Linked DNA regions of Gossypium hirsutum: region 1 is linked to region 2. A link is a contact called in public Hi-C data. All regions are on one chromosome and are shown on one strand. Each heading gives the region's core, a stretch centred on a gene start, on an enhancer-like site or on the middle of the called end of the contact. The rest is flanking DNA. Distances are from core to core; before and after follow the strand shown.

Evidence for each region. A called contact is a pair of places that touch in the nucleus more often than the background predicts.
Region 1: a Hi-C map of leaf shows a contact between it and region 2, with 2.6 times the contacts expected there. The contact joins the promoter of LOC107952894 here to the enhancer-like site in region 2. A contact is called at or near these places in 5 of 34 Hi-C or Micro-C datasets (anther and leaf).

What each region holds. Positions count from the first base shown.
Region 1 is chrA07:40,362,303-40,368,788 of Gossypium_hirsutum_v2.1, forward strand. It overlaps LOC107952894 (protein CUP-SHAPED COTYLEDON 3), which reads left to right and starts at 4,119. Exons shown (of 3, transcript XM_016888096.2): 1 at 4,119-4,498. The coding sequence starts at 4,330.
Region 2 is chrA07:39,758,071-39,765,090 of Gossypium_hirsutum_v2.1, forward strand. No RefSeq gene overlaps it. Among protein-coding and RNA genes, the nearest start is that of LOC121231904, 7.6 kb to the left of the region's middle. Within about 2 kb of position 1,686, at least 2 of the 9 cell types and tissues checked have an H3K27ac peak or open chromatin away from gene starts, as enhancers often do. A contact at or near this core is called in leaf, where this site is marked.

The sequences.
Region 1 (6,486 bases), core at 2,869-5,368, 610 kb after region 2:
TTTTTTAAAAAATAAAAAATAAAAAGCCTTTATTTTTCAACTTTTTAAATACAAAAACTAAAATTTAAATTTTATCAAAAGTATAAATACTAACAAAATATTTGAAGCATATAATAATGTTTCTCTTGATTCAATTTCACTTTTAATTAAAAATCATGTTGTTTAAAAAAAACTTTTTAGAAAATTGATTTACACCTTTTAAAATGGAAAGTCAATTTTTTAAAAAGAAAACTTATTCTTTGTTGATTAATAAATTATTTTCCATCGATAAAATCATCTTCAATGAAACAACCAAAAAAAACACGAAAAATATATAAAATAAACACACCCTTAAATTACTATTGGTTCGCAAAATAATCGAACAGACCAAAACCCACTTTTATAAACTGTCGCATCCTTCCCATAATGAGTGCAGCAATTATCCTCTAATGGCGAAAATGACCCTTCATCTCACCCTCCCACCTTTAGAAATTCACAAAGGGCAATATCGCCTTTTCATTAATGATTATTATATAAAAACATATTAATACAGGTTTATCTTATTATTTAAGAGTTTGATTGAGTTTATTTTTAATTGTTTGATACTTATAATTATTCGGATTTATATTTTTATTATACTATACTTGTTACACTCTAAAAAAATACAAATTTAATTGAATTTATGATACTTATCAATTGGATTGAAACTCAATTATGAAATTATCAAAAATTTATTCCTTTTGTGAAGTAATAAATATTTTAAAAAAATAATAATAAATATTATTTTAAACGCTACATATATTTTATAAGGATCAGAAGATAAGATCTGAAGAAAATATATATATCAAAATATTTACAATATTAATAATTATTATATAATTTTTTTTATTGATATTATAAATGTGAATATATATGTAGATATTATACTTAGTGTTCAGTCACATTAATTAATTAAAAATTAACATCATAAATAATGAAAAACGAGTTCCATTATTTCAATCCGACGAATGTTTCCTGTTGGAGACACCCGTGGTAGTGCAGTCTTCATCTGCTATCAAATACTATCCCCAATTATTAGCATCGAATGACACATGTTGTGACAAATATCTTTTGTCCACATTTTATATTATAACTATTTATTATTTGTCTTTCTCACATTACTTGTCCAAAATCTGAAAATAATTAATCAATCAAACAAACTGACAAACATATTTATTTTACGTAATTTTTTTTAATAAACAAATGTACCCATTTATATTTTAGTAAATTTGAATAATTCTGTTTGAAATTTTAATAAAAATTTTAGTTTAAAATTTAAATATAATGTATATCTTATAATATATATATATAAGTATTTATTGATGGATAATTTATCCATTGATAATGAAATTTAAAATAAATAAATAAAACCACTATAACCAGATTTAGGATGCTGTTAATTTTTTAATTTTAATTTATTATAAAAAATTTTGATTGGATGTTAAATTTGCTTGTAGGGTTTTTATTTTTAAAATTTCGCTTAGAGTGGATTGGATAATGACCTTTCATTGATTTATTCCATACCTATTTATTTATAAATTTGAAAAATGTGAATTTAGTGTTGATATTTTTATACATCTCAACTATATCATCATATCATATGAATCATAATTAATTTAAAATAAATTATTTAATTTATTGTCAGTAAAGTTTCTATGTCAATTTTTTAAAATTATTTGTAAAATAAAAAATATATATTATTAATGTACTAAATATTCACCCTTAATTTAAATGTAATATACATCTCACTCTCATAATTTATACAATATATCATATCTCAGTATATGTAAATAGTATTGTGAATACTAATATTCTAGTATAGATACTTCTTAAGAAAATTATAAACATTTTAAAGGAAAAGTACTTGGTACAATATCAATTGGAGTTTTTAGACTCCAAAAGTAGGATTAGGGATTGACAAATATCCTATAAAGAGTATAGTAAATATTAAAAATATGTATATTTAAAGAAAGATATATATGATAAATTTTTAAAGTTGCTTGTGAAATAAAGAAAAAGTACACTATAAATATACCAAATATTAATTTTTTTAAAAATTATTATTTGTTTTAGAACTTACATAATTTGTGGAGTTTTTAAACTAGACGAAAATGTAATATTCTATTAATGATTGTGGAATAATAATTTTGTGGATAGTATATAATTATATTATTAGAAAAAATGTAATAGATAAATTCACACTTTGTTTTTTAGTTATATCATTAGTGGACCCCATATGAAAGAAAAAGACATCAGGCCCACCGGGTTTTTGCTTTAGCAGCCATCAAAATTTTTGACTGATGTGATCAAAATTTAAACATTAATTTTGTTTTTTCAAATTATACAAAATTGCAGCAATAATTTTTTTTTATTTATTAATGATCATAGTTTCGCTTTGCTGTCTCTATTCTTGCTTACACCAATCAAATGGTTCACGTGGTCGGGGACATCAAGTTTTGTGAGCCCTTTCTTGTATTCATCCAGAATTATATACGGTCCCCCGAACCAGACCAATTAATTCTTATTCCCACGTATATCTTCAATATGATTATTCTCACGTATATATCAAAACTTACTATATTTTAATTAATCATGCCTAAATATGTTTATAGATTAAATCTGACCGATTTGGAGATTTAAGTCCGACTTATATAGGCCTTATCTAACTACCAGTTTTCTTTCCATCCAATAATTAATCTGCAAAAATTCTCCCATTTTCTTTTCCTTTTCTTTTTATTCGGTGTCCAGTGGACCAAAGAATAGCACACATATATACAGGATGTGCTGAGCAATTATACATATATATACAGGAGTATATTACAACTTTTTTTTTTTAAATATGAGCATATAATAAAATTATATATATAACCAGGGATGTTATTGAGAGGAAGACAAGATTTGAACTCTCAAATTTTTAAGATATTTTTTTAATCAATCAAAATTTGAGGAAGGATGGGTCTAAGTAAAGCTAGGTAAACTTAATGAACAAATTTAGAGTGTGGCAAGTATAGTAAAAAATATATAAATATATTTAAAAAATGTGATACTTGTCACACCCTCAATTTGCTTGTAGAGTTTAAAAATCTCCTTAAGCGATATGTGCTTTTTATGTACTAAAAGAAATTTGTAAAATTGTATTTGGTATCAACTAAATTTTTTAAGTTGTTAAATTACCCTTGCATCATGGTTGAAAATAATATCTTATACATTTTCTTTTGGTGAATTACAAGAGAAAGATAAAGTCTGATACATAATTTTTATTTCTTATAAATAATTTTTATGATATATGCAACATCAAACATAATTTATAATATTTGAAGATTAAGGAATATATATATAGATATGCAACCCTAAGCATATTTGTTTTTTAGATACTGAACCGCTTAACTTTTTACTTAATCTGATTTAGCTCGTACATTTTCAGCTACTTTTAAAAAGTTATTTGGACTGAAGCATCAAATAGGACTAATAATCTAGCTTAACAACTTATTTTTTGTTTAAATCTGTATATAATTTGATTCTACAATATATATTCTTAATTTCACTCTTAGTGTACATATATATATGGTCCCTGTATATAAACAGATAAAAATGGAAAAGCTAGGTTAATGAAACTTATGAACCATAAAAACTAGAATAGTCTTGAAAACAAAAGTAAATGATGATAAAAAGTAAATAGATTTCCATATATAAAGTAATCACTGAATTTCAGATATACTCTAGGTTTTGTAATAAATATATGTAGAGTATCCCAAGAGTATTTTTCTGATCTTGGGATATTAGATTACACAAAAATATCCATTTAATTAAATGACATAGATAAAAAAAGGGGTATTTTGGAGTGTTTCTCTAAAACATGCTTTGGATATTATTGTATATATTTTGCTTCCTCATAACCTAATAAACACCTCAGATGAATAAAGAAGATTTCTTGTAACTTTGGTTTTTCTTGAAACTTCCCAATTATAACTAACTAGTTACACAAGCATGGCCCCTTTCATGCTAGAATATTGTAAGAAATTCTAATTGGAAAAGGCACTTAAATTGTCCTATCCTAAACTATAGCTATATATTTATATACCCAATACTTAAAGCTTCCTCTCCCATAAAATATTTTCATGTCCCAAAACAAAGAAAATCATCCCACGCCTTCTTTTAGTTCTTTTGCATTCCATCTCCTACCTTAAATTTATTCTCTCATCTAATTTTCACCCCCCACCCTCCAAATATATCAAGAAAAATTCTAAAAAACAAAAACACTTCTCTTTTCTAATTTCTCCCATCACCCTTTCCCTTGTTAGCAACATACAAATGGGGCTGAGGGACATTGGAGCTACACTGCCTCCTGGGTTTAGGTTTTACCCCAGTGATGAGGAATTGGTCTGTCATTATCTCTACAAAAAGATTGCCAATGAGGAGGTCTTGAAGGGTACGTTGGTGGAAATTGATTTGCATACATGTGAGCCATGGCAGCTTCCTGGTATCTCTCTCCCCCTAAGTATATCATTTATACAATAATCTCTACTTTCCAGGGTTTCCCCTTTTAGGGGGTTAGCTTTGGAATCTTATTCTTTCACCGTTTTCTGTGATCCTATATCTTCCTCTGGATTCAACCTTTTGGCTAACTTAAAGAAAATATTAATCATTGGTTGATAATTAAAGTTGAAGCAAAACTAGAGCAGGGTCTCTTAGCTCCCGTTGTTAGTATGTTGTAGCATGTCTGTGACTGAAAGGAAAGACAATTATTGAGTTGTTCCCTGTAGGGTTCAAAGCGCAGGCCATCTGCCATGTTAGCCGTTAGAACTAATTTGAAACAGCAGACAAAACTAAACACGTTTGTTTTCGTGTAACAGGAGATAATGAGAGAGAGAGAGAGAGAGAGAGAGAGAAATATTGGGAAACGAAACACGGATTTTATTACATTACTCACACTGTCACAAACATACATACATACATACATATTATGCATATATAGAAGTCCATATACATGCAGTATATTTATCTTGCCAACTTTGTTAGTGATATAACTCCAAATCAAGTACTAATAATTTTTCTTTGGATGTGAATCCACCAATAATATTTAATTTAGTCATGTAGGTAAGGTTTGTTGTTTTTCTCTCTCATTTGTTTGGGCTTTTGTTTTTGTCACATTGCAAGAACTAGAAAAAAAGAAGAGATTTTACGCCCTGTGATTTGATTTCAATATATATACATTTAACTAACTATAGCCTAAAAAGTCATGGATATATATAATTATATATTCCTTAAAAACCAATTACAAGTGGGTGATTTCAGGTTTCCATTATTTTTAAATATTCTCTCTCTCTCTCTCTTTAATAGGGTTTTAAAAAATTGTATTTGTTGATTTAAGGGGGGGATCAAGTTTCAACTAGTTTTTGAAGTGAAAATTACATGAACAAGTTATAATTAAAATATTCTGCCTAGTTTATGTATATGTCTGCTAAATTGAAGTCCCGGCCCCCTAGAAATGCATCAAATCTTCTAGCTAGATCCTCTACAAATTAATTTTGCCAACTCTACGCCATAAAAAAACCCTAAAATTTGCATGTTTTCATGGTGGCTATTCACTAAAAGTAAACAAAGGGGTTACTTTTCCTTTCATGCACTTATATTAAATAGTGTCAATTTTTTATGAATATATAGTATTTTTTTAGTATAATTAAAGTATCTTTATCTTCACTTTTCGGTTAATAATTTTTTTTTTAGAATTTGTGACTTCTCCTTTAATGATATCATATTCAAAATTTAAACTTAATTTTTTTTATTAAGAGTGTAACATATTTATAGACTAAATTGGTGGCCATATCTATTTGACTCAATAGAGAGATTTTTAGGCTTTTATATCCTTTCAAATTGACAATCATTTGAATTTTTTCTAACAAACATGCCATCTAAGCTAGTTTTTAGTTGCTTGGATGTAAGAAAAAAACACAATTCATACCATAGTAGAGAAAGTTACATAAAACATAATTGTTAAATGTTGAGTGTAGTTTTGGGCTAACATGTGAGCTAAACAGAAGCCACTCGTTTTCCCTTTTGTCTCCTTCAATTCCTTTTAGCACTTAATTACTTTATTGACGCGTGGTGTTTTTTTTGGGTTAAGTGAAAATATATGCTTCTTTCAAAGATTGTAAAATAAGATAAAAGATTTTTAAAAAATACATGGAACAATATAGAAAATATTTTTATGTATAAATCTAAAAAAATTGTATTTATTTTTAAGAAATTTAATGAAGTCATACAAAAAGATTGCACTAAACTATTAGTTATTTTAGTTGAAAGTTTGTGATTATCTAGGATATTCCAAGTATAATAAGACAAAATTTTCCTTTGTTTCCTAGCAATTAATTAATTACTGTGGGTGAGTTTTTCTTCCCCACATCCAAAACACCACTTTTAAGTTTTGAATACAATAATTTTGTAAAGATTTGCTTTTATTTTCCCCTT
Region 2 (7,020 bases), core at 436-2,935:
GGTTAATATAAATGGTGCTGATTAGATAGAAATCAATCAATAAGTAATCTCATGTGCCTAGACTTGCCAACTTATCAAATTGCAGTTGGTAAATATTCTTATTTAAAGTGTATACTTTAAATGTAAAAAGAGTATTAGAAAACCAATAATAAAAATAGCAAGTCACATTTGATTTCTTTCTTAGACTAAAAACCAACAAATCGAAGATGTTGGATAAGGAGTTGATCTTAGAGAAACTTATGCTTCTATTCTGTCATTACTTACCCTACAGCTGTGAATTCTTCTCATTGACTGAGTTTGCAAGTATCACCATCTATGAGAACTGCTATTAAATCTTCCGAGTTTAGTGCATCTGATATTGGTACATCAATTTGTATTGTCACACTAACTAGAGAGAGAGAGAGAGTAGGACCTGCAAGCTTTTGGAGTCTTGTGATATGACTTCTATAGGCTTATATGGAGGACTGGATTCTTGTTGCCCGCTCCTCATAATTAGGAAAATTAATTGTTAAATGATTATCTTTTGGGGTCCATGATGTTTTAGACTTTATGGTCATTAATAACTAGGAGTTTGTCATATTTGCATTGATTTCTCTTAAAATGAGATAAGAATTGTTCCAAGGACATTAATCATATTAGACTATGATACCTTTTCATTTATAGGTGGATAGCGTTCGTTAATGCATGCCTTAACAATTTGCTTCAACAATAAAAGCATGTCGTGTGATATTGGCCAGAATCTAGTTTATACTTAATCCTAAGATTTCTTCAGTATAATGCATTTGATCTGATTGCATTGTACTTTTTTTTACTATCTTGGATCAGCTGTGCTCGAGTATGCTGTTTATAGAAATATTAATGTGTAAATTGAATGTGAGGGTGATAGCATTGACGCATATGGACAAGTGTGCTGGTTTATTACTAGCTTCGGAACCGGTTTCTTATATTAAGACATTGCTCAATTGATTATTTATACATTTATCTGAGAACACTTCTAGTAGTGGTATGAACTCATTTGCTTTTTTATTGTATTGTAGGATGATTTGGATGGAATTCTATCCAAAACCATGTAAGGGAACTTAATAATTAAAATTTTGTTTGGACATGAATTGCTTGAATTATATGAAATTAAGCTGCCCTAACCAAAAGTATGACTAAATTAGCATCCAGGCAGCTTCCTCTTCCACTTCCGGCCAAAAGTCGATCCCTTTCGTACCATGGAAAACAGTAAGGTTAATATGCGTTAAATTTTTTTATTCTTCGTAAATTTAAAATTTAATCACTATACTTTTATTTCTTAAAATATAGTCATTCTATTTTTTCAGATTTTAAAATTCAGGTCCAACTTTAACACTATTAAAATTATTTTTTAATTTTAGGTTTGTTATGACATTATTTTTTTAGTTACATTATTATTAAATATTTTTTAAAATTTTAATGACCAAAAAAAATAACAATATTAATAATTAAATCTAAATTTTAAAATTTTAAAAATAAATAAATAAAATTCTTAAAAATAAAAATATAAAAACTAAATCCTAAATCTTTCAATACATAGACACATTTTAACCAAACAATAATGTAATTGGCTTGGCAGTTTTCATCCACGTGGATTTATCAATCATCTGAATGCTGACCACTAAGCACAACAACCCAGCCCAGCCCATGGGGCTGATGTCTATCTCCTCCATATCCAGCCAATACCATCATTTCTTGCAAGCTCACACTGGATCACAGCTCATGGTTTAGCCCTTGAGCGGTGGAATTTGGCTATTTGTATTTTATTAGTGCATCATCATAATCGTAATTAAAGTATAACTTATTTATTTAAGTTTTGATATATTAATAATTTTGAGTTAATATTTGATATAGTAATAATTTTGAATTAATATTTAATATATTAACAATATATATTTTTTAACTTCATAAATAAAATTAAAAAATTATTATATGTCTTTATATATATATATATTTAATACTTTAACATATTTTATGGGACACTTATCATCATTTTAATCTTATTTGTGAAGTTTAAAAATTTCATTAACAGTGTAATAATATTTTTTCCAATAACTTTTGTTATGAATATTTGGTGAGCATTTGTCAATTAATAGTATATATTTTTTTATCTCAAAAGTATTTTTAAAAAATTGACACGTGTATCTTTTTTTAGAAAATAATATACATTTTTAAGACACTTATCTACCCTTTAACCTTATTTATGGAGTGAAAAAAATACACCAATGTTGTACTAAATATTTTTCATGTATATTTGAATATAATCATGTATCCTTTCTTATGATATTTTCTTTTTTCTTTTATATTAATTTATATCTACTAATTAAAGTAAGGTGTTAGCCGTCTCTCATGATTTTTTTTATTACCTAAAAAATGAATTTGGATTATAATTAATTTGTTAGACTAAAATTCACATACGTCGAAAATATTTTGATAGAATTAGATATCTTTCCATTACAATTATATATAATAAAATTTAAATTTAGGCACTCAAGAATTTAAAGCTTTAATCTTTACCAATATTTCTAAACCTCCCTAACTTTTGATTGATAAGAGTTTATTTTCATTTTAATTAAATAAACTTGATATGAAATAATAAGTTGATTGGGTTATGTAATGCTTTCAAAAGTTCTCACGCCCTATTGGGTTTTTTAGGAGCAAATTAAATTAGGCAAAACATAGTTCAATGAACTTAGGACTCTATTTGACCACATAACATATAATCATCCGTGAAGCTTTTTAAAATATTTTTAGGGGATTAAAAATATAAAATACTGTAATTTCAAATTTAGATATAAATTGTGGAGTTTTTTTTTCTTTTTTTTAAATATACAACATGAAATTAAAAAGAAATCCCTATAAAAGAATATCAAAGATGACGAAAAGAAACAAGAATCATTTTGACTGATCTTATCAATCACACACGATGGCGTACAATGAATATTATACAGAAAGCCCTGGTGGAAATATGGTAAATAAAAATAAAAGGAAAGGCTATATAGGGATAATATTCTATTTGAGGTTAGATGACAATTTTGGAAGGCATCACCGTCAGAAAGTGTGCTAAATTACAATACAACAGCAGTTCTGAAAGCTCCCTGAACTCAAAGTGTATATTGCAGTATAAATATCATCTGCAATCTTCGAATCTCTTATTTAAATGCAAATATAGTCACACAAGGAAAAAATTCTGCTGTTTCTTAATATTTAGGAAATGCCTCATATATAGTGACATATTTATTATTATAATTAAGTCTTATGTCCTGTTGCTTTTAATTTACAATTACACGAAAAGAAACTGATCAGAGGATCCGAATAAACTTTTAAAAAATAATTTTTCTGACCTATGGCTCTAGTTAAAACAAATAAAAGGCTTAGACTGACAAGAGTGTAGTTAGGCGGATAAGTCTTTTTAATTTTTATTTAAGAAAGATTCTGTATTGTTTTTATGTTGTTGTCTTTGTGTTCCATAAATTGTTTTATTCTTTTTTCTATGTGCAGAGGGACCATTCTTGGACTGTTTGGGAGTCGACATTGCGATACGTATGTATGGACATACATAATATTATGTTTTACGTTTTGGAGTATGAAGCTTTTGTGATTTGTGCTGTGCCTCCTATTTGCACACAATAATAAAGGGAAAGATTATTTCTATGTATAAGAAAAACTCGATATATAATAATATATAAAGAAGGTATGAAGGGTATATCTACTTCTAGTGGGGTTGGATCGTGATCTAATTTTAGTCTCATTCAAGCCTATTTTACTATCCATATATGTAAAATATTATGAAATATATTAATATTAATGGAGAGCGATTAATTTACACTAATATAAAATTAAAGTAGTTTTATACTTTTTCGTATGGGAGTGAAGTCAATTTTTTTTTGAGAGGTGCTGGAATTTAGTTGTATATTTATGCAATAGCAAAAAATGTAATTTCACCATTTTAATCACTTTTATCTTTATAATTTTTAAAAGATTAAATTAAAATTTTATCATTTTTGAAGGTTGAAATGTAATTTTACTGTATATTAGTTTAAAAAAGAGTTTAAATTATAAATGGGCTAAAAGTGAAAATTTCTATTTTAAGGAGAGTCAAGGCCACTGCCAAATCTGGCACACTACTGCATTTGTATTTTTTTAGTTTTACACCAGTATAAATAAATTATTCTATTAATAATATATATTTTTATAATTAAATTTTATTACTCAAATTTGAGCTAAAACTAAATAATGAGAGTTAATAACAGGGATATACCTCAATTATTTCCATGCTTGAAATCACTCTATAAAGATTCTATGAAGGGGAGGGTTAATCAGCAACAGTTTGATTCTGAAGGAAGTAATTGCCTTGAGTAGAAGAAAATAAATTGCATGACAAGAAGTTGGGTAATTGATTAATTGTAGGTCCTGCCAAGATAAACATGGGGAAACATGGCTTTTGGATTAGGGGGTGATGAGTGTGTGGATCCCAGAGTTAAATCCATTGTGCAATCAAACACCTGCAGAGGTTATTGGTTTAATAGATCAAACCACATTATTTGTATTAAGAAATTAATTTTAATTATGGAAGATGGTGGGCCATTTTACATGTAGAGAATCTGAGATTGATTGATATATAAGGCTGTGAAAACGTTGTTAATTTTGTCATTTTGATTTTTTCAACAACCAACGCGGTACAAGACACGCGTCTTCTTTGTCTCTCTTAACATGTAAGATTCAAACATGTTTTTCTTAATCTGTATATAATAGTCAATGTAATTAATATTTTTCCAGTTCTAGCTAGAATACGTACTCTAAGTGGAAGTTAATCAGCTTTATTTGCCCTAGGATGTGAATCTTGAGCTGACAGACATTAAGAAGATCACTCTCACATCTTTACTTTCTTAGCTTAAACACCGCGGACATATATGTATGTATGCATCCTGCAGACTATTACTAGCGGTTGAATCTCATAGTACTGTCCTCCTCCTATATATCAAGAAATGGAGGTTAATACACATGTCAGATTTCCCAACACAAATATTTTTCGACAACGAATACTAAATGCAAAAACTTTATTATTATTTATTTCTTTTAAACATCGCAATAGTATGGATTATTGAGAAGCAAATAATACGAGGATGGGAGGGACCAATCTGATCCACGTAAAAGCAAAGGTGTTAATGGTAGGGTTGATGATATTGGACAAGTGGGTCTTTGAAGGTTGAAATAATTAGCAAACAAAGAAAAGTTCTTCATGTTTATAGTTATGCATTGGAATATTCTGTCTTTTTTTCTTCCATTGTTGTCTGCATTTTTGTGGTGATTGAAGAACAGTGGCGGTCCCCAAAGATTAAAATAAGAAAGAAGAAAAAGAGAAAGGGCAGGCGTCTTTTAACTCTGATCATCATAAATCACACGATTTCTCTCTGCAATTGCTGCTGCTGCTTCTTCATATTATATTATCCATAGAATTATCCAGCTGTCGACACATGAAGCATTCATCGCCATTAATTCAGTCGCATACGTGTCAAATCCTGCAAAATTATTAAACTTATTTTGTCACTAATACTTTTTTTCTTTTTTTTTTATTTTACCTCTGGAAAGGAAAATAACATAGAGGAAGTACTTATCAGAAAATAATACAAGCAATATTATTACACCCATTACTATAATTGCCTTCATAGGCACCGATGAAGCAGAAACTATCATGAACCCAGATGTTTTACCTTCAGAATAGTGGAAACCCAACATAAGGTATTTCGATTCTACTGTTGATGTTCCTTTCACTACTCATTTGATTAGCAAACTAATTACTATTTAATTTTTCCCAGGCTGTTATGTAAAAACCACAGTATTGGAATCAAAATTTCCTGGAAAAGATATTGTATCAGGCTTTGACCTTTACAAAAAAACTTAATAAATACGGTAATAACTTTCCCATATCTCTCAATTTTGAATTTAACAAATTAGTCCATCTTAACAAAATTTAGAGTAATTTAATGTCTATTAATTTTAAAAGTAAATAATTAAGAATAATAAATTACGATGTTAATATTTTCTATCAATTATACATAATTTTGATTGGTATAATAATATTTTTAACCTTTAAAGTTCACACATTTTGTCATTTTAGTATTAATTTAGTAAATTTATCCTGTAATATTTATATAAATGTGTAACTTTTGAAACTGAATTTATTAAATTTTCTTATAATTAAGGTTAAAATAATAAAAATATGTAAATGTTAAATTATGATACCTATTAAAATTATATATAATTGACGAAAATTATTCACACAATGATTAATTATCTTTAGTATATTTATTTTTGAATTTGACAATGTTTAAATTGTTTGAAGAAAAAATAACTTACTCAACTGAAAGGGAATTAATTAAAGTAAATACAATTTTCGAAGTCGCTTTTGTGACTGCCAATCACATCCGTGGCTGCCTGATCAACGATGCTTATACTTGTAGATAACAATTTCCCACATTTTCAAGCTATCAACCGGATCTTTTGATTTGCTTACATTTTTGCAATAATTGAATAAATTTTTGGGTTGAAAACGATATAAAAGTTCTTAGTTTAGCTTTAATTTATTTGCAGAAATAAAACACGTCTACCGAGTGGTGTTTTTCCGTCTACGTGGCATGTCTCCATTAGATTTTGGAGTGTTTATTTGTATTCTATGTTTCATTGATTTTTGGGTTTCTTTATTTTAATATAATAAAAATTTAATTATCATAATAAATATTTACGCTTTTTTGATAGCATGACACTCATCGGTGCATAACTTAATTATTTACTAGATCGTATACCCCCACTACGTTGGGGTTTAAATAATTAATTAAAAATAAAATTTTAATTATACTAAATAATTATACATTAAAATACCTTTGAAAAATTATCAATTAAAATATTATTTTATAACATTAATATTTATGAAAATAAATTTAGAATTAAATTAAGTTAAATTAGCAAAATATGAGATAATTTGAGTTTAAAAATATGATG